Regions from separate parts of the Mus musculus genome. Here regions 1, 2, 3, 4, 5 and 7 are each linked to region 6. Evidence: chromatin contacts called from public Hi-C, capture Hi-C and promoter capture Hi-C data. All regions are on one chromosome and are shown on one strand. Each heading gives the region's core, a stretch centred on a gene start, on an enhancer-like site or on the middle of the called end of the contact. The rest is flanking DNA. Distances are from core to core; before and after follow the strand shown. Region 1 holds the start of P2ry13 (purinergic receptor P2Y, G-protein coupled 13). Region 2 holds the start of Siah2 (siah E3 ubiquitin protein ligase 2). Region 3 holds the start of Gpr171 (G protein-coupled receptor 171). Region 4 holds the start of Eif2a (eukaryotic translation initiation factor 2A). Region 5 holds the start of Med12l (mediator complex subunit 12-like). Region 6 holds the start of Mbnl1 (muscleblind like splicing factor 1). Region 7 holds the start of Clrn1 (clarin 1).

Region 1 (3,414 bases), core at 577-3,076, 1.3 Mb after region 6:
TGACCATGCAGAGCTCAATCCATGAAACCCACATGTTGGAAAGATATAACTAACCCACTGAAGGAAAACACACACACACATACACACACACTCACACACTCACAATAAATATGTATTTCACAACCAAAAGAATGTACCTTTGTGACCCTAGAAATGTCCATTGCTGATCAGTTCCTCTTTTCAAAGTTTCCCACATTTGGCATTTTGAAATTTGACCAAAATGTGATTTCTACTTCTCATATTATGAAATTATCCTGTACAGAATTTCCCTTGTTTAAAGTAAAAATTTCCAGACCTTCAATGTTATATTGGATTGGGGGCTATTGAGAAATTTAAAATTGACTGTGTTTATGGTTAAAATTAACAATAAACCTACTTTAAAATATTGATTTTGCTAGGTTTTTATCCTCTTATAAAGCAAAAGGATATATATTTAAGTTAAGGGGCATTACATCAGTAAATCCTAACATATTTTAGCCAAAAAGAAAATTTTTACAATGTGCCATTTATTCCCTAGAGTTAACCAACGTTCCCTGGAAACACAGTACATTTCATTTTAAAATGTTCAAATGTGGAATCAATGGATTCCAAATTCTCAACCAAGTAATATAGGAATTACTAGTTAGCCAAACCCTGAAGACGGTCCATCTCTACGGTAAGCGCGTGGCAAGAACGGTGAAGTGAAACTTGCCATAGAGAACCACACATCCTCCCCAGGATCATCTGATTTCCTCTTTCCCTTCATCTGTCGGGCAGGGAAGCAGACTGTCACACATTGTAACTTTCTGCACACTCCCTGAGATTTAAAACGAAACACTGTACCAATCTGAGGCCAGCCCTGATTCAAAACTTCTCTAAGTCTCAAGAATGGAGGTGGTTTCCCAAAAGGGCTTCCTAAAAGTGCCACACTGTAGCTCCACTCAAACTGGGCAATTCAAGGAACCCAAGCAATGAGCGGCTGGCATGTTTAGCTTTCACTGATGTGCCCTGGGTCGGTCCATCGGTCCCCCTCCCCCACACTCCTATGAAGTAGATGATGATTTCAAACTTGCTACATGAGAGAATGAGGTATATAGCTCTTAAAACATTTGTTTAAACATAATACCGAATAATGCAGAGGTCCAGGAATAATAGCTACCACTTCTTGGGAAATGTGACTCATAATCTGCCACAGATCTAGGGATCAAAAGACTAACAGCAATGTCTGAAGAAAGGAAACAAAGCAAAACAAACAAGCAACCAACAACCAAAGCCTAGCCTTAGACATACAAACTTCTTGCACGCCCAGGCTGTAAGGGACAGAAGATGATTTGATTTTCAGATCAAGTCTTCTCCTCCTACTTGATTGTAATTTCATACTATTTTCTTCATCATTTTAACTCCTACTATTACATATGAAGTATTCAATAAGGTCGCTGAATGTGAATAATAAAAAGTAAAACACTGGGCCTAGAGAAATAGTTCGGCGGTTAAAGGGATTTTCCTGGCACCCACTCCAGGCAGCTCACAGTCACCTTGGACCCCAGCTCCAGGGAATCCAACACTTCTGGCCTCTGAGGGCACCTGAATGCATATGCGCCCTTACACATATAATTTAATATAATAAAATAGACCACATGTTAAGAATATGGCGTGGTGGCGTGCCTGCAGAGCCGGTGACAGCACTGGATTCAATACTCAGAACACGCAACCAATAACTACTGGTAAATGCTCCAAAGGTCTAAAGACAAAGAGGTTCTAGAAAATGTGGGTATTACAGAAGCCCACAAGGGGAAATGAGGAAGGAAAAGCAGTATAAGAAAGCAGAACCTTTACTTCACAAGCTATTCGTGGGTTGAGCTAGTAACTGCCACAACTCATACAGCTGAGTCTCTTCCAAAACAAAGGTCAGTTTAATTTTTCTTATGAATTTGCTTGCTATAAAAGGTAAAAGGTGGTTAAATTTTCTAGAAATCTAAATATAATATTCTGTAATCACGGGCTGCAAGCATAAGGTACTTCATAACGCATGACACACTACCCTGTACTCTTACATCTTAAATTAGGTTCTGTCACCGCCGTGTAGTGATTGGTGCTTGCTATTTGGACTTCACAAGGGTAGACATTAACAGGACTTTATAAAACAAAACTAAACTGAACAAAAACCAACCAAACAACAACAGCAACAAAACTAAGCTATGTGCTCAAAAAAGCTCTAGCCAAAGAATCAAATCCGCTGAATGAGTTAAATAGTAAGTTTGTTTTTACAAGAAGTAGTTATCTGCCAATCCACAAGGACCCTTTGTTTACCTTCCTTTGTATGCCTGCTTATGTGTAATCTTTCTCTGTGTGCATGTTTATGTGTAATAGCTGATGCTCGGGACAATCAACACCACTGGGATGCAGGGCTTCAACAAGTCTGAGCGGTGCCCCAGGGACACTCGGATGACACAGCTGCTGTTCCCGGTTCTCTATACTGTGGTCTTCCTGGCAGGCATCCTGCTGAACACCGTGGCCCTCTGGGTGTTCGTCCACATCCCCAGCAATTCCACCTTTATCGTCTACCTCAAGAACACTCTGGTGGCAGACTTGATAATGGCACTCATGCTGCCTTTCAAAATCCTTTCCGACTCACACCTTGCGCCCTGGCAGCTCCGAGGATTTGTGTGCACGCTCTCCTCCGTGGTCTTCTATGAGACGATGTATGTGGGTATCATGATGCTGGGCCTCATCGCTTTCGACAGGTTCCTCAAGATCATCATGCCGTTCAGGAAAACCTTTGTCAAAAAGACGGCTTTCGCAAAAACAGTCTCCATTTCCGTCTGGTCCCTGATGTTCTTCATCTCCCTGCCAAACATGATCTTGAACAAGGAGGCAACGCCATCATCCGTGAAGAAGTGTGCATCTTTGAAGAGTCCCCTTGGGCTGTGGTGGCATCAGGTGGTCAGTCACACCTGCCAGTTCATTTTCTGGGCTGTGTTTATTCTGATGCTTCTGTTTTATGCGGTGATTACCAAAAAGGTGTACAACTCCTATAGGAAGTTTAGGAGTAAGGACAGCAGGCACAAGCGGCTGGAGGTGAAGGTATTTATCGTCATGGCTGTCTTCTTTGTCTGCTTTGCCCCACTGCATTTTGTCAGAATACCATACACTTACAGTCAAACCACCAATAAGACTGACTGTAGGTTAGAAAACCAGCTGTTTATTGCTAAAGAAGCAACTCTCTTTCTGGCAACAACTAACATTTGTATGGACCCCTTAATATACATAATTTTATGCAAGAAGTTCACACAAAAGGTGCCATGTGTGAGATGGGGAAAGGCAAGAACAGCAGGATCAAGCGAAGACCACCACAGTAGTCAGACAGACAACATCACCCTAGCCTGACCACTGTGTCCCACAGGTTAATTTCACGCATGGCCTCACGTCTATTTA
Region 2 (3,686 bases), core at 1,004-3,503, 1.8 Mb after region 6:
AAAAAAGGCCACAGTGAGCTGGTCAGTGGTGGCACACCCCTTTCATCCCAGCACTTGGGAGGCAGAGGCAGGCAGATTTCTGAGTTCGAGGCCAGCCTGGTCTACTGAGTGAGTTCTTGGACAGCCAGGGCTACACAGAGAAACCCTGTCTTGAAAAAACAAAAACAAAACCCAAGGTGAATCGGAGGCAGATGCCTTATTCCTTTGTTAGCTGTCCATATACTAGTTTCATACATAGCTAGTGTATGTAACACTCCCACTACACACACCAAGTGCCAGTCCATCTGTAATACATCCTCTGTGTGCATCCACTTTTCACAGTCTTTCCACCCCCCAAACCCCCACTGTATTCTTTTCCCTTTTCGAATTACTAGGAATTGAACCTAAGACCTTGCATAAGCCAGACAAACACCATGCCACTAAGCTACACCCCTAGCCTTTCTTTTCAACTGTAGACAGTATCACTAAGTTGTTCATGCCGGCCTTGAAGTCACTTTGTAACTCAGGTAGCCTTTGAGTTTAGCATCCTTCTCACTCAGCACCCCTAAGGAGCTGAGTTTATAGGCCTGCAGTCTGGACATTTCCCAAACCTCGGAGATCCTTTGCCCTGCCTGAGCGGTTTACCACTCCTGCTTCTGTCCTAGAATTTAAATGAGTAAGAACTCTTCTCAGGACAGTGGCTGGCATACACAAAGGGAATATTTGCAGGGTGATTAGGTGGCATGTATCACTAAGTTTTTCTCTACAACTTTAGATAACCCAGTTACTCATGAAGTCTTTCTAGATTACAAAATTTAACTTTGTTTTTTTTTCTTTGAGCAGATTCTATTCATTGACTCTAATAATAAATATTCACTGTTATTTTTAAACTACGGCTATCATTTACAAGGTGGCTATGATGGATGAGGTTCTACAAGAATGGCACAGAGAAACTCAAATTGTTTAAATTCACTTTTACAGAGTAGGAGACTGGAGCCAGGAAGGTGGCTCAGGAGGGTAGTGGTGCCTGCATCAAGCCTGCCAACTTGAGAAAGTCGACTCCCACAAACCTGTCCTCTGACCTCCACGTGTGCACACAAGACAGTCACAAACTAAGTCAGGATATTAAAAAGAATTTCGCTCGAAGTCACAGGGCACTATTTTACCCTATCCTGACTAATCTCTGTTTTCCTACAAAGAGTATCAATACTAGCTTTTTCCAATTCCAGTGTCATCAGTTCAGGCATAAAACGCTTGCCATAGCAATTGTGTGCAGGGTATGTCCATTATACGGTTCACTCCAAACTCTCAGGCGCTCTCTAATTCTGGGGTTCTGAATGGTGAAGAGTACCTGGAAATAAGTTTTACTGAGACTAGGGGAACCCTCGGAGAGTTCTCTTATTGCTAGACCGGAAGGTAGGCTGTAGATGTCCCCTGTCCCACCCCCACCACACTTAAGGTTTATTTTTATTTATGGGCATGTGTGTATATAATGTGTACTGGTACCAAATGGTATCAGATCCCCTGGAGCTGGGGTTACAGGCAGTTGTGGGTGCTGGGGACCAAAGTCTGGTCCTCTAAGAGTAGTATGTTGAGGCGTCCCTCCAGCTCCCGTGGGTGCCTTTTACACCTCTAAGATGGGGATCTTAGAGACTTTCCATATGTCGGGTGTACAAAGACAACTCAGGAAGAATCCAGCACCAATCCTGTCAAGCTGAGGGTTGGTAAGGGGTAGGTTGACCTCACCCATTTCCTTCTTCCCAAAGCCCCAGGTAAGTAAGCTAAAAGCCTAAGGTTTGGACCAGGACTAGACGTTAAGGACTCAGGCACCAGAGGGTCTCCTGTCATTTGGGGCCTCACAAACCCAACCCACGTGTATGGTATTCCTTGGAGGTTTTAATTCTCCATCGAGTCAGAGTTGTCAAAGAGGTTCAGGTTCTCTCAATCAGAGGCGGCCAATTCCAAGAAGCTTTCGCCAGTGGGCTTTCGAAGGAAAACCTAGCGTTAAGGTCCCAACCACTGAAGAGCCCACCCTCGTACCTAACTGCCGGGCCACACCCGAGGCCTTCGCGCGGCTCCCGCCCGACTCCGGGTCCCGCCCCCGCGTGTCAAGCTACCGGCCGAGTAGCCTGATCGCCAGCTGCTCCAGCGCGTCAATGGCTAAAAGAAACGTGGGATTCCGAGCCCCGCCCCCCGCCCCGCCCAGCCCCGCCCCGCCCCCGGCGCACTCGCGCGCCCTCCACGCCCACGCCGGGCCAGCAGTTGCCCTTCTAGCTGGAGTCGGTGCGGGTCGGCGTAGGTCCCCTGGGAAGGGTCGGGAGACTCGGGCTACGTCCTTTCCCTGGGCTGCCGGCTTCCACTGTCGCAGAGAAGCGACCCCACGCGGCGGCGATCGACTCATTCAAGGGCTCCCAGCGAGGAAACCGCTCGGGCGCTGCCAGCTGGGTCGGGCGGAGCTGCGCGGGCCGCAGGGTGGCTCTGCCAGTCCCTGAGTGCCGGGTCGGCCGCACACGTGTCTTAGCGTCACGTCCGCGCGCGCCCCCGGGGCTTGCGTCAGCTGCCGCTCCTGAAGCGAGTGGGCCAGGGCTCTGCGCACCAGAACGCCGCCGGAGGAGGGCACCGCACGGCCGCGAGCCCCGAGAGCGACGACCATCCGGGTGCCGCCGAGAGGATCGGCGCGGTCCGGTCCCCGCCCTCCCGGTGCCGGTCGGGTCCGCGCTGGGTCCCCCGGGCTGGGCGCCGTGGCGTTGCCCCGGAGCCCGCCACCCGCGGGGCGCGCACCGCCTTAACCCGGGCGGCCCCGCGGCAGGCAGACGCCCGCAGGTCCATGGTGGGCTCGGAGCGCGATGAGCCGCCCGTCCTCCACCGGCCCCAGCGCTAACAAACCCTGCAGCAAGCAGCCGCCGCCGCCTCAGACCCCGCACGCCCCGTCCCCGGCTGCGCCCCCGGCCGCCGCCACCATCTCGGCAGCGGGCCCCGGCTCGTCCGCGGTGCCCGCCGCGGCAGCGGTGATCTCAGGCCCCGGAGCCGGCGGCGGGGCCGACCCGGTGTCCCCGCAGCACCACGAGCTGACCTCGCTCTTCGAGTGCCCGGTCTGCTTTGACTATGTCCTGCCCCCCATTCTGCAGTGCCAGGCCGGGCACCTGGTGTGTAACCAATGCCGCCAGAAGTTAAGCTGCTGCCCGACGTGCAGGGGCGCCCTAACGCCCAGCATCAGGAACCTGGCTATGGAGAAGGTCGCCTCGGCAGTTCTGTTTCCCTGTAAGGTAAGTCCAGCCACCATCCGCAGATCTGCCAAGGAACCTTCCAGAGTTCCGGTGCCCTCCAGCGCACTTGAAGGCCCTAAGAGGCGAATGGCATTTCACTGTTTCCATCTGTCTGTCTGTCTTTCTCCTCTCCTCTCTCTCTCTCTCTCTCTCTCTCTCTCTCTCTGTCTGTCTCTCTCTCTCTCCTCCCTCTCTCTCTCTCTCTCTCTCTCTCTCTCTCTCTCTCTCTCTCTCTCTCTCTCTCTCTCTCTCTCTCTCTCTCTGGCGCACTCTCTCTGTCTCCGGTGTGTACGTGTGTGTACCTTGTCTATTGTTTCCAGGCCAACCTGTCCATTTTGGGAACTAGCAACTAGGGTTGACGTTTGCCGGAGCACTGACTGTAGATAAGTTGGCACTTGATGACGGTTTAGAAGCATCCCAGCTCTCCCAGCCAAGTGCCGC
Region 3 (3,517 bases), core at 332-2,831, 1.4 Mb after region 6:
TCATATTCACTTTCATAAAAGCCAGTCTTGCCCTTACCTACCATCAAGGCTTTGATCTCTGGTAACTCCGAAAGGAAAGGGGCAGTGGGTAGTGGGAATCCAGTCTTACCAATGAAAGATAAATAAAAAAAACAAAACAAAATCAATCACTAATGAGGCAAAACTTCTTCTTCAGACTAGCAAGCTGTCAGGCATGCTACTTCAGAGCTGGGCTCCATTTAAACACCACTTAAATTGTTTTTATTGTAGGAGAATAATCATGTGATATAAGGTACAAGTTGCTAAATAAATGCCCCAACTTATCAAGCTGTTTATGTCAAGACGAGAAATACTTTCTGATTGTTTTCAGTCTCATAACATGGAAAGCAGGTGACATGTGTTCCTTAACACTTAGAAGTGTAATATTAGGATTATGTGTATGTGAGTGTGAATATGTGTGTGTCATGGTACACAAGTGCCAGTCAAAGGCCAAGTTCATACAGTGAGTCTCTCCTCTCGCTCCCCACGCTCTAGGGATTGAATTTGGTTTATCAGACTTGTATGGCAAGTGCTCTAACCTGCTGTGCCACCTCCCCGGATTACATGTAGCATATCTGTGAAGGAAAATCTCTAATCACCTGTACAGTCACATTTATGTGGTTCATGTAAACGCAGAAATAAAGCTTAAATCCATAAACCAAGAAAGGGAACAGCGGTTATCTCTCTGTTCTTCTAACGGTGTTCTTTTATTTTATTTCAAGATTTTGTTTCTAAACTGGAGCTGTCAAGCTGGCTCAACGGATTGAAACGTGCTGGCCACCATGCCTGACAACTTGAGTATAACCCTGTATGGTGGAAGGGGAACCGATTCCTCAGTGCTGTCATATGAACTCCACAAACACGCTCTGACACACATGTACCTCACATGCATACATACAAAATAATAAATGTAGAAAAATGTTTTTCTATCATGAACAACAAAAAGGTAACTATACCATACCAGACTCTATACGGTGTTAATTTCCAGATGGCCTCACAAGATAGCCTAGACTGGTTTTACATTCACCATGGAGCCCAGGCTGCCTCAGATTTGTGGCTATCACCCTGACTCAGCCTCCCAAATGCTGGGGCTACAGGTGTCTGCCAGCCACAATGTGGTTGTGTTATTTTTCAATCAACAAATACCTTAAATAAATACAAGCTGCAACAATATTACTTAATAATTGTACCTCTGAAGTACTGATATCAGTAACTAAAAAACTATCTGCTTAGGTACCTTACTGTCTTTAATTCATAAACTCAATACCAGTTTCAAGAGTTTAACACTATTTTTTTAAAAAACTATTATGAAACAGAACAGTATGTGGTACTTTTACTTTAAAAAAAAAAAAGATACATGAGGCAAGACGTTATCATGGATAATTTAAAATTCTTTTTCCTAAAACAGTAACTGACAAATTTGAGTTACTTAGACAGATGAAATTGTTTTCTTACAAAAACTTCCTCAGGAGACTTTCATACAGTTTAGACCATTTGCAAACCACAGTTTCATCTACGTCAATCTCTAGCATTTTAAAACCACACAAGAAGGAAAGGAAATTCTTAGTTCAGCAGGCGACCCTGCAAAATGGAACTGCTGTCACTGTGGGTAACTAAATAGCTCCTGATTCTCTGAAGACCTGGACCTGGGCCTACTCAGGCCAGAGAAGACAGCCAGGACCCAGGCCTTCTCAGGCCAGAGACGACACAGCCAGGTACAACCTGGACCCAGGCCTGCTTAGGCCAGAAAAGACAGCCAGGACCCTGGCCTTCTCAGGCCAGAGAAGACACAGCCAGGTACGTCCTTTTCAATGAGCTCATTCCATTTTTTTTCCTCATAGAAACCAATGTCAGGATTTTCAGTGTTGCAAGAGAAAGAGTCAAAAGTCCCAAGGCTTTGGAGTGGTAGGGCAACCACTATTAAACAAACTGTAATTAGATCTGATCTGTGGGCTTCTAACAGCACTTCCTGCTTTCTTTGGTCTCATCTGTCTTTTAAAAACTACAGTTCAAATTAGACTAATAACTCAGGCAAGGGTAACGAGCTACTGTTTTCTAGCTAGATTGATGATAAGCAAGGCCATGTTATATCTCCCCAGTAGATCTTAACCAGACTTTCCTCTACCAGTCCGACATTAGCAAATTTCAAAACATGTCAAAAATGACTCCCATGGAAAACCTTCTAAGTTTTCATTTAGTTTAGTTAAGTTTTACACCCCAAGGAATAAGCAATCTATGAGAAAGGACCATAGAGATATTTAAAGTCTGTTCTTCATTTTGCTGGAGTACTGCCAAGCACACCTACTTTGTATGGATATTGTTGTCACAATGTTTATCAAGCTCTTAGATTTCAGATTTATGACAGAGAGCATGGGATGCTACTATAGTACAATTTTGCCTCTCATCAATATATGCAAGGTTTTGAGGAACTATTTTTCCTGGCGTTCTAGACACAATTTAATAAAAGCAAGTGCAGAGCACTCAAACTCTTCCGCATTACTGAATGAGTGGTTACACTGTAACCCACTGTAAGTTACTCCACTCTGCAACAGATGGTCAGTTCTAATTACAGAGAATGCCAATCTTGACAAGCTATTATAATATTTTTCTTTACTATAATCTGTACCAATAAAATGAGAGTTTGCCATATAATTATTCAGGCAATCCAGCACTCACAGAAACAAATAACTATTTTACTGACACTATATAACATCTGAAACGCCTATAAGGAAGTCAGAGAAGCCTGAAGTGGCATTCAGACATGAAGGGTCTCCTTCAGGCCCACAGGTCAATAGACAAGACTCAGAAAAACAGAGAAGGGTAAAGGCTACAGAAATCCAGAGCACTTTGCAGCCTCAATTGATTTGAGAACTGGTAAATAGTCATTGATAAAGAACATATCTAACATTAAAGTGCCACGCTTCTAAAATTCTACCACATGCTTAAGTGGACTGAAGATTAGAATAACCACCCAACAGGACACAAAAAAAAAATGTCTTTCTTTAAACAAAAATGTGTAGTCAACAAACATAAATGGTAAGTGCTTTACAATTTTCATTAAGGTTAGTACAGAATAACAATATCCGTGGACCCCAAGTACCCTGAGACTTCGGGGGGAAAGGGAAGAGCTTGTAACCTCTAATATACTTAAGTTCACACCTTGTATCACTTCAAGATAAACACAGCACGGCCATGAAACACATTCAGCCACTGAATGTGTAAATTAGGGGCGTAAGTAGACCTGAGTTCCATCCCAGCAGTCAGAAAGGAGAAAACTGACTCCACGAGCTGTCCACTGACCTCCACATGCACACAGAAGCACACTCGCAGCCATACAGCATGAACGTGCATGATAACAATACATAAAAATTTAAAGAGACATACAGTAAGTATTTTGAAAAGTTAAAGCTTAATAAGACTTCAGAAGCTGTTTGATTTAAGAAGGATTTTATGACTGCTGAGCCATTTCACTGTCAGCAAACTTTCAATGTCCTGGAAC
Region 4 (3,629 bases), core at 916-3,415, 2.0 Mb after region 6:
ATTGGTAGAAAATAGACCATGGAATACCTGGGTATAATCCTAACCCTGCAAATATGTAATGTAAATTTGGCCAAGTAATCTTTGGGCATCTAAGAATATGATACTATGAGAGAGTGTCAGAACAAAGGCTCTAATCTAGAATCCTGTGAAAAAAATTGTTACTTTGTTAATTTGATTATATACAATCTATTCTTCATGAGTTAATTCTCCTATGTTTAGTGTCTACTATTTAGTAGGTTCTGCATTAGGTACTGAAAAGGCAAGGATGAATAAGACTTTACCCCAAACATCATAATTTAGCAGTCTAGCAGGGAAGGAAAATAGTTGAACAAATAGAGCATTTCCTTTGTGATACATAAAAAAAAGAGTGAAAAATAGCTCAGAAAGCGACCGTGCCCGTGCAGAAAGTGTGGTAAATTGCTTGGAAGTAGCTTGCCAAGTCAACAGAAAGAAGAGGATAATTCTGAAGAAGAACTTAAAGGGCTTTAACAACTCAGTACTGATGGAACACAAAATAAGCCGCGATGCCAATGCAGTAAGGTTAGTGCCACTAAGATTATAGTGATCCGTATGCTGGGCTGAACAGGATGGACTTCACACTGTCTCAAAAGGGCAGAACTTCAATCCCTTTTTAATGTACTAATTTTTAGGTCGAATTCAAATATTCATTTAGTAGTAAAGCTTTTAAGTAACAGAGAAGCAATTTATTGAATTACATAATTATGCCATTTAAATAGTGTCAGGGGGCTGGAGGATGGCTCAGCATTAAGAGTACTTGCTTCTCTTAAGAAGAAATAAATAGAGTTCTCAGCACTCATCTAAGGTGAGGCTCACAACTCTAACTCCAGCCCCAGGGAAGCCCACACCCTCTTCTGGGCCTCTTAAGGCCTGTACTCCTGTGCACACGCTCAGATACAGACGCATAAATAAATAAATAAATAATCTAAACAAAAGAAAACAATCTCAACTATCTGGCAGTGTTTAGAAGATTGCAACTAGCACCTCATAACTATCTGGCGAATAAATTATGATAGTCTATCTGAACAGGATAAGCATGGCTCTTAAAAATGTATATTCCTAGACTGGCAGAAGTATAAAAGCTTTGCCGTGTCTCAGGAGGACATAACTTCCAATTCTCAAAAATAAGACATTCGTCCTAATGATGCTATCTTTCTTCTTACATTGTTATCAACGATTTTTTTCTTTCCCACTTCTTTTCTACTTGAATCTTTTGTTTATTCAAACTTACATACCCAAGCCATAACATAGTATAGCACCTTTCCCAGTGTTGTCCAAGTTTGTTGTTGTTGTTTAAGCACCACAATATGTGTCAGCTTTAAATTCCTAGCGTCTTCTCATGTTCTACTTCTTAAATACTGTCTCACAGCTGTTTCAATCGAAAACATTAGACTATCATTATCCTGCTCACTGTCGCCACCTTAAGCCACATCTTCAGCATGAAACCTAACCTACACTAGCAATGTCTTGCTCCCTATCAACTCCCACAAACCTCATAACAATAAGGGAGCATATAATTTTTAATAATACTTAAGTTCAGATGAATTCGGTGTGAAGAGTCTTGTTTCTTCTATTAAGAAGGGTCCAAGCAACACCCGGCATTGCAGACCACAGGTCACACATCAAACTAATACTTTCTGTTACCTGTCTATTCCTATGGAAGATGAAGAACGATGGATGGATAACTGGGAGGAGGGACTACTGGGGACGGAGACTTCACTTCCCATTGGGATGCTATTACCAAATAAACTAAAAGACAGTTTGGTCCTTCCAGGAGGAAAGGCAAGACGGACTTCCAAGGCTTGCTAAGGAATTCTCCAGCGCGAAGACACAGAAAGAAATCACCGTAAAGGAAGAGTCTCTCGCTCTTTTGGAACTCACCTGTCAACAGCGGTGTGGACGGCGCCATCTTGTCCCGGAAAGAGAAACCCACGCGCTGGGGTGAGAGTTCAAGAAAGGCCGAACCCGGCCTCTACACGTCTCCCCAAGCGCAAAGTCTGCGAGTCGGTGTTTCCGGCGCCGCCAGCCTCGGGGCCAATCCACGTCTGGTTCCCGAGCGCGCACGCGCAGCTCTGGCTCCTCGTTTTCCGGAGCGGGGAAGAGCCTGGCTGCGGTGGCGGCCGGCGCTCGCCCTCCCTCTCCGGAGCGGGCGGAGTCCACACTTCCGCGGGGCGGGGTCTGCCCAGTGCTGACGTTGGCAGCCGAACCCGAACTAGTTCGAGGTTGCCGGTTGCACTGTCCGGTGGTTGGACTCTTGCCTCTCGGCCCTGCGGCCCGCTCTCCCCGGCACGCCGCCCCAAAGGCTGCTCAGACCGCCGCGATCGGCGGCTGCCGGTGTTCCAGCGCTCCGCGTCCCGGCCCAGTGGCTGTAGACGGCGTAGGCACCGCGATCAGAGCCGAGCCTCCCTCCCGGTGGCCCGGGACCGGCGAGCGAGCGAGTCCGAGAGGTTCTTGGGGCAGGTGGCGCTGCGAAAATGGTCGCCAAGCAGAGGATCCGTATGGCCAACGAGAAGCACAGCAAGAACATAACTCAGCGCGGCAACGTCGCTAAGACCTCGGTAAGGGAAAGTGGGCACCCCGCTCCATGTCGTGGCCGGGAGCCGAGGCCCGCGCCCCGCGCCCGGCCGGGGCCGCGGCGAGTTCTCCCCAGACCCGCCTGACTCCGGACTCCCGCTGCGGTGGAATCTGGGGTGGGGGGAGAGATCTGTGAGTCGGCCGGCCGGCCACCTGGCCTGGGGTGCAGGCCTTGGGAGCCCGGGATCCGAGAGTGCTTTCTCTGCATTTGAAACCGGGTTTTTTCTTTTTGCAGAGAAATGCCCCCGAAGAAAAGGCGTCGGTAGGACCCTGGTTATTGGCCCTCTTCATTTTTGTTGTCTGTGGCTCTGGTAAGTGTTTGGGGGGCTCTCGCGGTTTGGAATGACGTGGATGAGTGGCGAGTCCTACCTACCCGCGTGGTTCTCAACCCACCTGCTAAGAGAATTGTTTCTAGTGAACTGGATAACTTGTACCACAGAGGGTGGTGCCCCAGAAATTTCTCTTACCTTGATTTATGCTCATTGAAGATCAAAAAGAGAGAGAGAGAGAAATTAGATCTTCCTAATGATCCCTTAGAAGAAATTAAGCACCAAATATCTCTGATTTGCATTGTAACTTTATTATCGATAGTGTTGCAAAAAACTTAGCGAACATCGTGAACATCTGGATACTAGAACAGGACTGAACGATACCAGTACCTAAGGTCTCTATGTCAAAAACTAAGTATATAAAGTAAGGGTAGTACAAAGAATTGATTTTCTGTAGAGGAAACATACCTGCTGGGATATTTAATGTATGAGACAAGTGTTTTCAGGTAAGATTAGTTATTAAGACAGCCTGGTTTTAAGATGATAGACTCTTGCCCCTGCGGATGGATGTATTACAGACTGTCCTCCTGCTCTGCCTGCTGCTTTAATAGACAAGCTGCTGTTATTGAGACAGATGCTTTTATTTGCCGCATTCTACAGTTCCTGAGATTTTCATTTAACATTTCACTTTGCCTTTTTTCTAAACTTAACAACCGGAAGCTTTCTTGATATGTGGCCAAGAGCCAACCAGTTTATGTAACACAAAAA
Region 5 (3,446 bases), core at 170-2,669, 1.5 Mb after region 6:
ACTTTTAAAATCACCTTTCTTTACACTTGGTCTTTAGAGTCTCTCTTCTTTCCAGACCTTAGGAGCTGCATAAGCACATGCTGCCCACCTGTAAACTTCCCAGCCATCTTCAATCGACTTCCCTGACCCTCAAACTCAATGGGAGAAGGCCAAAAGGAATTGCTCGTGATGATTTCTCAGACACATTATTAGCCAGTCTGGGCTGAGCCTCTACTAAAGAGACGGATACATTTATCAAAATAGAAGCCTGAAAGAACTCTGACTTGCAAAGTCCTCTTGTGAAATCAGGGGACACGCAAACTTTTATAGACTTTCCAGGCTCACGGGAAGACTAGAATACATGGCAGTTTCATGCTTAACTATAGAAAAGAGAAGATGGGTGGGCTGTAGCTGGCAAAGTCTCAAAGGACAGCTGGGGAGCAGGGGAACCAAAAAAGAGAAGATAGGCAAGTCTCTGGGCAAATTGTATAGCCAAGGGCGATCATTATTATGGCTGGAGAGTTGTTACATAATTACTTTTTAACTCCTGACACATACCTACATAGCTTACAATAACCACTGAAGCTACTGTATGTGCAACAGCCAAGGTTTCTCCATTTAATTTCATTCAAAGAAAATAAGTAATCTGGAAGCTATTCCTTTCTAAGATAACTTGTCTGCTTTTACACATACAAAACAGCCTCCGGGAAAGCCAATTTGTCTCTCTAGAAACAAAATTCGGTGTTTCTCTTCAATATTGTTTTCTTAAATTTTTTTTAAAGGCGAGAGATACAGAGGTACATTCACCGAGCCAAATATATGATCACCTCGCTAAAAAACGACTTCCATTCCAAAGTGGAGGATGTGATAAGGGTCCCTCCCCCATCCGTACCCATACCGCTGGCGCAAAACGCAAGACCACAGTGTCCGATGTACTGCATTCCAGCATTTGTCAAAAAGTTTACGAGGATTTATCGAAGCGACGGAGTAAAAAACAATAAAACAAGCAAAAACGGAGGAAAGCGAGCAAGAAGATGCTAGCGAGGTAGAAGCGGTAAAGCGCCCAGCGGCGCAGTGCAAGGCCCGACAACCGGGAAGCGACCCAGCCCCCCGCAGAGCGATCGCCCAGCGGAGCGCGGGGGTTGGCAGGCTCCGGGTCTCAGTAGCTCAGGGTCCCTGATACCCTAACCCGGGCCCCGCCTCCGATCCCCTCCCCAGCCCTTCCCCCGCAGCGCCGGGGACGCCCGCCGGGCCAGCTTGGCCCCGGGTCAGCGCTGCGGAGCGCCGCACAACCGCGGAGGCCGCCGGCGCCCTTACCTCCTTCTGCTTAGGGTCCTGCGGGTAGACGTCGGGCGGCCCGAGCCGCGGGCGCTTCAGCGGTCTCTGCTCATAGCTGAGAAGCCCGAAGGCGGCCATGATCTCTCATGTTAACCGGCGAAATGAATGAGAGTTGGAGCTGGAGCTGGAGCAGCCGCCTCTGAGCACCAGGGAGCAGCACTTTGCAGACAGACTCCCTCTTCCCTCCACTCTGGCTCGCCGTGGCGCTGCAGGCAGGAGAAAAAGCAGGTTGGAGACGGCCGCTGCCCGCGCGCAGACGCGCTCAGGGGGGCCGCCTTCGTGGGCACCCCGCTGCGCCGAGCCCCGGGACGCCTGCTCCGCGGGCGGCGGCGGCGGCGCCCGGGCTGGAGGTCGGCCAGGGTCCGCCGCGGCCACGGCCTCCCGCCACCCCCACTCGGTCCCCAGGGGGAGGAGCAGATGATGGGAACGTGTGACTTTCTTCACCAATGAACCCAAACCCACCCAGAGGGGCCCAGGCTGGGGTGGGGGAGGGGCATAAAGGGGGAAAAAACTTTTCTTGGCGCCTAGGCGGGAGGCTCGGTGCCCGCCGAGAGCTAGGCGTCCTCGGGCACGCGAGGTGCTGCGCAGCGGCCCGCGCCCACTTCCTGGCTCGCCATGCCCGGCGCTCGCAGCTTTGCACTCGGAGGACCCGCCGCCCGGGCACGGAACCGCGGACGCGGAGGGAGAGAGGCCGCGAGAGGCGAGGATGCGGACGCCGAGCGAGGCCGGTGCCTCCGGGTTCAGCCAGTGCACGAGCTGCGCGGGTCCCCTCGGCGGCGCCGGGGCGCTTTGCTGGCTGCCGGCTGCAGCGGCCGCGGCGGCTGGAGGGGGCCGCGCTCGCTGTGGCGCGGGGCCGACTTAACCCTTTGCTGGCCCTCCCGGGGCTGGGGAGGGGGTGAGCAGAGGTGGCCGCGAGCACCGACGGACACATCGGGAGCACGGGCGACTGGGCTCCCCGGGCCACCCCTAGACGTCGCGCGCCCTGATCCCCACCCCCAACAGTTTACCTGTTGGTCCCTAGCTAGCGGCTAGGCAGGGGCGGGCAGCCGGGACGCCCTGGCGGCCGCAGCCTCCATCGCTCCGTTAGGGTTGGGGAATTGGATTTGACGTTGCGAGGTGTCTGGCTCGCCAGACTGCGGACGCCGCGAAGTTTGCGGCTGCCTGGGGGCGTCGCTCGCTGTCGCCAGCGTTCTCGCCCCCACGGCCCGGGAGCGCGAGCTCCCGAGTTGGCGGACGGCGGCGCGGCGGCCGCACTGAGCATGCCCAGCTTGGCGGCCGGACCGCGGAGGAGTTGGCTGCGAGCGCCTCGAGCGCTCCCATCTGCCTCTCCGGGTTTTCGCAGCCGCAGAGCGCGCATTCCACGGGCCCTGCGCCCCAGCTGGCTGCAGGGTTAACCCGGCTATGGAACCAGCCCCAGGAGGGACCCCGGGCCTCGAGCTGCGCCCTCCGCCTCGACCCCTCCTGGGGTCGCCATCCCGGCAGCCTAGGCGAAACCTCACCTGCTCGCATCACAGGGATGGGAACCGCGGGGAGGGGGCGATCCTTTCGGGGGATCTGGTCAATCCACCTGCCGGCGCCCCTCGCTTGCTCCAGGTAGACACACAGATGCGGGGCCAAGAGCCGTGAGCATTGAGACCTAGCCTCGGAGGCGGGCCCAGCGTGTCCTAAGGGACCCTGCAGGAGGCGCGCCCAGGAGAACGCGCCAGCACTTGGCCAAGAATGATGGCTGCCATTTATCGAGTCCTCCTTTGGTTGTATGAGCTTGATGGTCTGAATTTGCTTCTAGCAACAAACCCTTCCACGGTTTTACTTCACCTTCTTTATAAATGAGGAAATTGTGTCAGCTCGGAGAGGCTAGATGACTTGTTCAAAGCTGCAAAAGCTAATGGGAATTTGAACCTACCACGGCTGCAGCTCAGGTTTCTGACCTCACCCCTCTGCTTTGATTGGGAAGGGCTGTGTGCTTGATCTGCCCTTGGCCTGATTGTATCACATTCTCCATAACTTGAGGAATGTCTTGGACGCCTAGTTCCCAGCTCTGGAGAGCATGTACACAGAATAACCTGCAGCCTTTCTATAGTACCTGGTTCATGGTGATGATATGTGAATGTCTACTCGCTTTGCTGCCT
Region 6 (3,325 bases), core at 220-2,719:
TGGAAAGTTATGGCCTAAGTAAGTTCCTTGTATGAACACTGTGTTGAAACCCAGGAAGGAGGTCTAACATGCCCACTAGTGTACTATTTCAAAGCATGCTGCAGAAGACCTGCGTATCCAAAGGCCGTAATTATGACTTCCCTCTCCTTGAATTAATTTGTTTGTGAAATAGCTCAGAGTGTTGCAGACTTTATTAATCACTTGCTATGGTCTGTGCCTGTGCTGGTGGACACAGAAACCTAAAACAGTGGCAATAACCTTCCAGGCTGCTTCTAACTTTGTTTTTAATCCTGGGGATGCATACCGCACATAAACCCATCTTAGCAGCGTAATAGGCTTGTCTCAACACCCATGTAGCTGTAAAATGCTGTGGGCTAGCCAGGAAGGCTTCAGCTCCATTTATACATACATGCATGTGTGTGTGTGTATGTGTGTGTGTGTGTGTGTGTGTGTGTGTGTGTAATTTCTTTAAATCTCACGTTACATCCTCTAAAATCAAAGTATTCTCATATGGCACATTACTAACAACATCAGACTCGGTCTTTTTTTTGGGGGGGCGGGGGGAGGAGTGAGGAAAGGTTTCATATTTCTCTTGTTTTTATTTAAAAAACCAGTCCATATACTGACTACTTATCATGAAAGCTGTTCTACCAGCCTACTGTGGCTCCACCCGGAAAGCTCTATACTTACTTTTCTTACAGTTTTTGAGTGACGCACTACAAAACCACCAGAAAGGGAGGAAAAGCGGCAGCCCTCTCAAGCAGGGCGTCTTCCTCCCTGTAAACTTGGCAAAAAGCACACTGGACTGAAATACAGCACTCTCCATATAAGGCAGCCCAACTAAACATGTCATGCGTAATTTATGGGTGGCAAGCAGAGCATTAACCTCTGCGTGCACATACTTGGCCCACATGAAGCCGGTGCTGGGTGGCAGCCCCGGCAGAGGGATGCGGGCGCGGCCGGGACCCGCGCGACCAGTGGCCGCCCCCCGTCGACCCTGGCAGAGGTCACCGAGTTCACAGCACTCGGCCACGCACCTGCCCCGGCTCACCGGCCACTAGTCCTGTCCCGCGGCGCCCCACGGGGGCCCGCAGGGAGGCGCGGGACAGGGCCGGTAGCCGCAGCGCGCGATCGCGGTGCGGCCCGGGGACCCCCGAGCGCCACCCGAGGCCGCCGCAGCGCCGCCCGCAGCGCAGAACAATGCGCGGCCGCCCCGCCACTCACCTCTCACGTGGCCGTGCAGGCTGCCCGCCGGGGCCCCGACTGCCCGGGGCATTGTGGGATCGCGACTCCGGGATGCCCGCCACGGGAAAGGGAACTGGCCGGGTCCGGGTCACGGGAGCATGGCGAGCGCCCCGACTCGACGGGCTGCGGCGAGAGACTGTGGCATGTCGCCGTGCAGCCTCTTATCGCCGCGCGCCGGTTTCCGCCGCTGCGCGGCCCCTCCCCCGCGCCAGCCCCGCCAGGAAGGCGCGCGGACGCGCAGAGCTCCCACGCGCAGCCCCGGCCCCCGCCCGCCCGCCCGCTCGCTCGCCCGGGCCCGCGCCGCTCACCGCCGCTCCAGCTCCCGGGGCTCCGCGCCCAGCCCGCGAGGCCCGCAAGGTTAGACGGAAGGTTAGAGTTAGCTGCCCGGCCTGCAGCAGCAGAAGCAGCGCATCGCCTGGAACCTGGAAGGCGAAGGGCGGGAAAGAAGCTTGCACGGGTGTTGGTGGGTATCTTTCTCAGCACTCACAGTTTTGGAGTTCTGCGAGAAAACTGATCGTCACCCAAACACAAACCCAGGCCACCTTCCTGTCCTATCGGCAAATAAAACTTGCAGTTTAAAGGCTCCCTTACTTCCAACTCTGCAGTGTGGTGTACAGAAAGCAAGCAGGGCTCCCTCTTTTAAAATAAAATAACATCTTAGGCGCTGCAGAGGTACTCCCACGCAAACAAGCCCTGGGCAACTGCCCGCCTGAGCAAATGAAACACCAGCTCCTAGTTCATTAGCTGCTGTCCTGTAACTTGGCTTTGAAAGAAAAGAATTCTGGGCTTCTGAGAAGAGATAAAGTTTGAAGATCTGCGGACGGGATTTCCAGTGAATTTCAAGGAATTCTGATAACTTCGTCAGGGATGATTTTTAACTATAAAAACGTTTGTTTCATGGTTTGAACATGAGTTGAGGTGAGTGAATGCAAACTGGATTTCTCCCTCCCTGTTTCTGTTGAGTGGGTCAGGCACACTCTCCTAGGCGGAGTAAATAAATAAATAAATAAATAAAGTACTCCACTAGTTTGCAGAGGTACTAGTAACAGATCTTGATCCTCTGCTGGTCCATGAAACACGGACTTGCTGCTTACTGATCCCTTCCTGAAATAATTAATTAATTAACTAGTACCACTTCTCAGTGTTAATTATTAAAAGTTCCCAAGTCCCCAACAATGGAAACAAAGTAGAATGACAGTAGCATTTTCTCAGAGAACAGAGACAGGGAGTTTCTAACTGACAATTAGTAACCACCAGCGCCTGAGGACTTTCTCAGCATTCATTCCAGCAACTGGATGGAATGTGAGCTATGGCAGAAGTAGTTAAGTATAGGTAGGATGGAGGTAAGTGCAGGAGGATGGAGTACACGGATTGTACTTTTTGGAGCAGCATGGTAGAAAAGAGCACCAGCCAGCTGGTGCTAAGATGGTAGGCAAATATCCAAAATGCCCTTGAGAAAAGGAGGGAAGGCTCCCTGGAGGAACTTATGCAAGCAGCGCCTTGAAGGATGTGCAGAAGTTGCTAAGATAAAAAGAGAGTTGCCTGGATAGGCTAGCTGGCTAGGGAGATGACTCCTGCGTAAAGAAGCTGGAGCTCAGGTCTGAGAACCTGAGTTCAAATTCCGAACATCTAGGCAAGTGTCTGTAACCACAGTGCTGGGATCAGGTAGAGAATGGGAGATATTCACAGCCCATTAGCCAGTTAACTCTGAATTCCAGACTCAATGAGAGACACTCAAAAAAGTAAGTAATAAGATGGAAGGTAAATTTCAGAAGACACCTAATGTGGACCCCTGGCTTCCACGTGCACACAATCATAGGCACAGGGAGTGTGGCACAAGTGGGCCCTGGGACGGTGGAGCAAAGTGCAGAGCACGTGCAAGAAGCCTATCTGTTTCAATGCCCTGTAGAATCAATACAGTCATCTGTTTCCTTTCTTTAAAAGGAGATTAACTTGTCGGCAGAGAAGGAAGCCAGGAACTTCAACGTTATTCAGCAAACTATGAACTAGTTCGCAGGACCAGGGCGATAGGGTGGAGTCTGGACTTGCACTCTAGAAAGATCTTTGGCAAATGCTTAGA
Region 7 (3,596 bases), core at 276-2,775, 1.6 Mb after region 6:
TAGAATAACATAAATCACAGAACCCTGTTAATAAGTTCAGTGTGTTGCTTGATCTCTCCCGCTCAACGCATCTATCTGTACAGTGGAATATCATCATCATCATCAGCAGCAGCAGCAGCAGCAGCAGCAGCAGCAGCAGCAGCAGCACACTTGCTCTAGTACTTGCAAGAGTTAAATAACAGATGAAATGTTTAACAGAGAATGGGAGTCAAGTTTGTACTGAAAGTCAGAGCCCAGCATAAAATGAGATACACAAATACTCAGGAAACAATCTCTCTCTTGGAGAGAGAGAGAGAGAGAGAGAGAGAGAGAGAGAGAGAGAGAGAGAGAGAGAGAGAGAGAGAGAGAACATACACAGAGAGATAGAGCACAGAGACAGACAGACACAAAGAAAGAAGAGAGAGAGAGAGAGAGAGAGAGAGGGGAAGAAAGAAAGAAAGAAAGAAAGAGAAAGAAAGGAAAAGAAAGAAAGAAAGAAAGAAAGAAAGAAAGAAAGAGAAAGAAAGAAAGGAAAAGAAAGAAAGAAGACATACACAGAGAGACAGAACACAGAGAGGGAGAGAGACAGACAGACAGACAGACCACACAGAGACAGAAAAAGGGTCAGAGACAGAGAGTCAGAACACACAGGCAGACCTACAGAGACAGAGAAACAAAAAGGGCCATTTTATTTTTTTCGTGAGAATCCTCACTGGGCACCCAGGAGTAAGAAGTAGTCAACGGATTCCACACTTGAGCTTTCAGGACTTAATTCCTAAACCAAATACACATTGCTACATAATATCGTTCCGATCTTTGTCTCTAGACTCTCAGCTACTTTCCCTGGAGACCCGCTCTTCGGTGGTGGCTCTGTCTAATCATAGTGCTTCCTTCTACGTCAGTACTCTTACCTTTATACATTCGGCTGCTTCTTGGACCCACAACCGGGCTCCCTTGCTGTCATACTGAAACAGCCAAATGCTTTCAAATAAAAGCATTTCTAAATGTACACATTTTCAACTGTAGCTCTGTGTTTCTGTGCCTCAAAAAGAGTTTGAATCAAATTCTAAGTAGATTCCATAGAAACTGTGGGCGTGGAAGAATTGGGGGTGAAGAGGACAGGCCTGTATAGCTCTGGGATCTTCAAGTCTACACCAGATGCAATGCGGAGCCATGGTTCACCAAACTAAAATGAAACATTTTAAAAATCGATTAATTATTGTTACCTGTGCCAAAGCTCCCATTCTCCCATGGCCGAGAGCAAACAAAACCCAGAAATAAAAACTCATCAATACGTGGATGTCTCGCATTGCTGCAAACTTACTGTCGGAGCCAAGGCTTCAGCTCACCCAATCAGACAACAGGCTAGGGAAGACTGGCTTCTCTCAAGTTACACGGAGGACTCCATCTGTTACCCTATACCTTTCTTAGTAAGTGACATGAGAGGGGACCATGCAGGCAATTTGGAAGAGTTTTATTTTACAAACTCTGAATCCAAAGATTTCTGTTTAAGGAAAGCAGCAGCAGAAGAGGAACAAAGCCCGCAGTGGGTGAGGAAGGATGCTTCACGGACTGGCGTTCTGCCTGGTGGAACCACTGTAAGGAAGGGCAGTGTTTTTCAGCTGCTGTGATAAATGCAGCCGACGGGGCAGTCGCTACTTGATGCTCACAAAGGTCTTTGTTTTCAAGTTTGTCTTTACCGAAGCCTTTTCTCGTCATGCCAAGCCAGCAGAAGAAGATCATCTTTTGCATGGCTGGCGTACTGAGCTTTCTCTGTGCTCTTGGAGTGGTGACAGCAGTGGGCACCCCACTGTGGGTTAAAGCCACTATCCTCTGCAAAACAGGGGCTCTGCTTGTCAACGCGTCAGGGAAGGAGCTGGACAAGTTCATGGGCGAGATGCAGTATGGCCTTTTCCACGGAGAAGGCGTAAGGCAATGTGGGTTAGGAGCAAGGCCTTTCCGGTTCTCATGTAAGTAACACTTCCATCTGAATTACTTAACGCTTTCTGAACATTCTTCCAGCTGTTGCAAAGACATAAAGAGGATCTTGCCCTGTCTATTAGGACTCTAAGCAACTTGTTTAGCTTTTGTTTTCTTTTTTCTTTTTTTCTCCCTTGTTTTGGTTTTTATTTTTATTAATTTTTTATTCGTGCTATTTTTACTATGATCATTATAATTAATTGCTACGATGTTATGCTCTTTGAAAGCATAACCCTTTAAAGAGTCTGACAAGATGACTACCATTAAGCTATGTGATGCCAAGGTCATCCTCAGCACCTGCATGATGGGAACAGAAAACCAAGTTCCCCAAGTTGACCTCTGACATCCATATACACACTATGGCACTCACACACATACTTGAGCACATGCGCATGCATCTCTCTCTCTCTCTCTCTGTCTCCCTCTGTGTGTGTATGTGTACGTGTGCGTGTGTGTGTGAATTTTCAAAAACGAAAGTATAACCCTCAGGATTCTTAAGTATTACTAATAATATAAGACATTCTGGCATCTTTGTTAAAGAAAAACAGTACTTGAGAAAATAGGAACTCTGTAAGGAATGGTCTTTGTGCCTTTTGTCCTTTAAAAGGGGACCAGTTTACTTGCATTTCCATTGGCCCATGACTGTGTTTCTTAGCCTGCCCCACACTGCTAAAACCCTGGCTGCTGATTTAACAACTTCTGTTTTCATATTTAACCAATTTGGAATTATTTGCCTACAAAATTTTTAAAGTGATCTGCTGAGAAATGCACACCAACAGTACACAAAACCTGACTGACCTTCAAATATGGCAGGGAGTAGGAGATATTTTCTGTCATTATTTGTGCAAAATGGGAGTGCTATCTGGAGTATTTATAACATGCTTATCTTGAGATGAGAAGTTTTTTTTTTTTTTTAAAAAAAGCTACTATGAGAATGGGCAACTCATTAAATGAAAATTAATAAACAGTCATTTGTTGTATCTCTCACTACACACACCCAGAACTTATTATTATTTCAAAGGGCTGGTTTGGAGCAATCTTATGAAGACACAGTCAGTAAATTACTGCATAAATCACTCTTCAGGAAAAGGAGACTCCCAATTGAGGCATTAAAATGAATTATTATTTTGTCTGAGCTTCTTTTCTCCTCTAGTATAGGTAGAAGGTGAAATTAATTGAATTTATTATTAACATATGCAGTGTCTAATTAAATTGCAGCTCTGGCCCATTTATATTTCTGCAACATTCCTTATATCTTCTAAGCAGTCATTTGGCAGTAACCTCCAACTCATGTAGGTTACAAAGTGATATGAATTATCATAGGGCTCTAGAAAATCCCCAAGAATTAGCTTTCAGCTTTCCAAGAAATGATCATCAACTAGATTTGCTGAAGTGGACACACCTCAGCAAATAGCAATAAGGCTTTAGTTCCTTATGATAACTGAGCTCTGAGAGTCGCTCAGTTTTGTTGGAGGTGGGGGTAGGAAGGAGAACAGAGCAGAATACTGTGTGCTTTGCAACTGCATTAAAAAAATAAAACAGGAAAACAGATGAGATGATTTCACTGTGAGTCACCAGCAGCTAAAGCCCGGGTAAAGCTTCTCACAAAGGAATTCAGACAAAGGCAGGAATGACAG

What was found. Promoter capture Hi-C pulls out the DNA fragments that hold promoters and counts their contacts. A called contact is a pair of places that touch in the nucleus more often than the background predicts. Capture Hi-C pulls out chosen DNA fragments and counts their contacts.
Region 1: a contact with region 6 is called in a capture Hi-C map of macrophages, with 8 times the contacts expected there. The contact joins the promoter of P2ry13 here to the promoter of Mbnl1 in region 6. A contact is called at or near these places in 3 of 39 promoter capture datasets (hippocampal neurons, liver and stem cell-derived epiblast-like cells), 9 of 115 datasets of contacts at active chromatin or transcription factors (the NIH/3T3 cell line, astrocytes, cardiomyocytes and 6 more) and 2 of 9 other capture datasets (adipose tissue and macrophages).
Region 2: a Hi-C map of liver shows a contact between it and region 6, with 4 times the contacts expected there. The contact joins the promoter of Siah2 here to the promoter of Mbnl1 in region 6. A contact is called at or near these places in 2 of 484 Hi-C or Micro-C datasets (the Ba/F3 cell line and liver), 3 of 115 datasets of contacts at active chromatin or transcription factors (astrocytes, large pre-B cells and thymic regulatory T cells) and 1 of 9 other capture datasets (adipose tissue).
Region 3: a contact with region 6 is called in a promoter capture Hi-C map of stem cell-derived epiblast-like cells, with 5 times the contacts expected there. The contact joins the promoter of Gpr171 here to the promoter of Mbnl1 in region 6. A contact is called at or near these places in 9 of 39 promoter capture datasets (the 3T3-L1 cell line, the C10 cell line, the HPC-7 cell line and 5 more), 2 of 484 Hi-C or Micro-C datasets (LSK cells and macrophages), 10 of 115 datasets of contacts at active chromatin or transcription factors (the 230-238 cell line, the NIH/3T3 cell line, acute myeloid leukemia and 6 more) and 1 of 9 other capture datasets (adipose tissue).
Region 4: a promoter capture Hi-C map of pre-B cells shows a contact between it and region 6, with 7 times the contacts expected there. The contact joins the promoter of Eif2a here to the promoter of Mbnl1 in region 6. A contact is called at or near these places in 5 of 39 promoter capture datasets (the 3T3-L1 cell line, hematopoietic stem and progenitor cells, liver and 2 more) and 3 of 115 datasets of contacts at active chromatin or transcription factors (large pre-B cells, regulatory T cell precursor and thymic regulatory T cells).
Region 5: a contact with region 6 is called in a promoter capture Hi-C map of hippocampal neurons, with 5 times the contacts expected there. The contact joins the promoter of Med12l here to the promoter of Mbnl1 in region 6. A contact is called at or near these places in 3 of 39 promoter capture datasets (hippocampal neurons, liver and pre-B cells), 2 of 484 Hi-C or Micro-C datasets (cerebellum and embryonic stem cells) and 5 of 115 datasets of contacts at active chromatin or transcription factors (T-cell acute lymphoblastic leukemia, astrocytes, embryonic stem cells and 1 more).
Region 7: a contact with region 6 is called in a promoter capture Hi-C map of embryonic stem cells, with 4 times the contacts expected there. The contact joins the promoter of Clrn1 here to the promoter of Mbnl1 in region 6. A contact is called at or near these places in 2 of 39 promoter capture datasets (embryonic stem cells and hippocampal neurons).

What each region holds. Positions count from the first base shown.
Region 1 is chr3:59,209,294-59,212,707 of GRCm38.p6, reverse strand. P2ry13 (purinergic receptor P2Y, G-protein coupled 13) reads left to right here and starts at 1,826. Exons shown (of 2, transcript NM_028808.3): 1 at 1,826-1,886; 2 at 2,350-3,414. The coding sequence starts at 2,353. The coding sequence ends at 3,366. All of the region lies in intron 15 of Med12l (mediator complex subunit 12-like), which reads right to left.
Region 2 is chr3:58,690,955-58,694,640 of GRCm38.p6, reverse strand. Siah2 (siah E3 ubiquitin protein ligase 2) reads left to right here and starts at 2,253. Exons shown (of 2, transcript NM_009174.3): 1 at 2,253-3,245. The coding sequence starts at 2,826. 4930593A02Rik (RIKEN cDNA 4930593A02 gene) reads right to left here and starts at 2,052. Exons shown (of 9, transcript NR_045167.1): 1 at 2,020-2,052.
Region 3 is chr3:59,099,885-59,103,401 of GRCm38.p6, reverse strand. Gpr171 (G protein-coupled receptor 171) reads left to right here and starts at 1,581. Exons shown (of 2, transcript NM_173398.3): 1 at 1,581-1,815. All of the region lies in intron 15 of Med12l (mediator complex subunit 12-like), which reads right to left.
Region 4 is chr3:58,524,357-58,527,985 of GRCm38.p6, reverse strand. It overlaps Eif2a (eukaryotic translation initiation factor 2A), which reads right to left and starts at 2,165. Exons shown (of 14, transcript NM_001005509.2): 1 at 1,900-2,165. The coding sequence starts at 1,927. Serp1 (stress-associated endoplasmic reticulum protein 1) reads left to right here and starts at 2,102. Exons shown (of 3, transcript NM_030685.3): 1 at 2,102-2,576; 2 at 2,828-2,903. The coding sequence starts at 2,493.
Region 5 is chr3:59,004,951-59,008,396 of GRCm38.p6, reverse strand. It overlaps Med12l (mediator complex subunit 12-like), which reads right to left and starts at 1,419. Exons shown (of 44, transcript NM_177855.3): 1 at 1,297-1,419. The coding sequence starts at 1,395.
Region 6 is chr3:60,499,323-60,502,647 of GRCm38.p6, reverse strand. Mbnl1 (muscleblind like splicing factor 1) reads right to left here and starts at 1,469. Exons shown (of 10, transcript NM_020007.4): 1 at 1,225-1,469.
Region 7 is chr3:58,883,141-58,886,736 of GRCm38.p6, reverse strand. It overlaps Clrn1 (clarin 1), which reads left to right and starts at 1,525. Exons shown (of 3, transcript NM_153385.3): 1 at 1,525-1,949. The coding sequence starts at 1,697.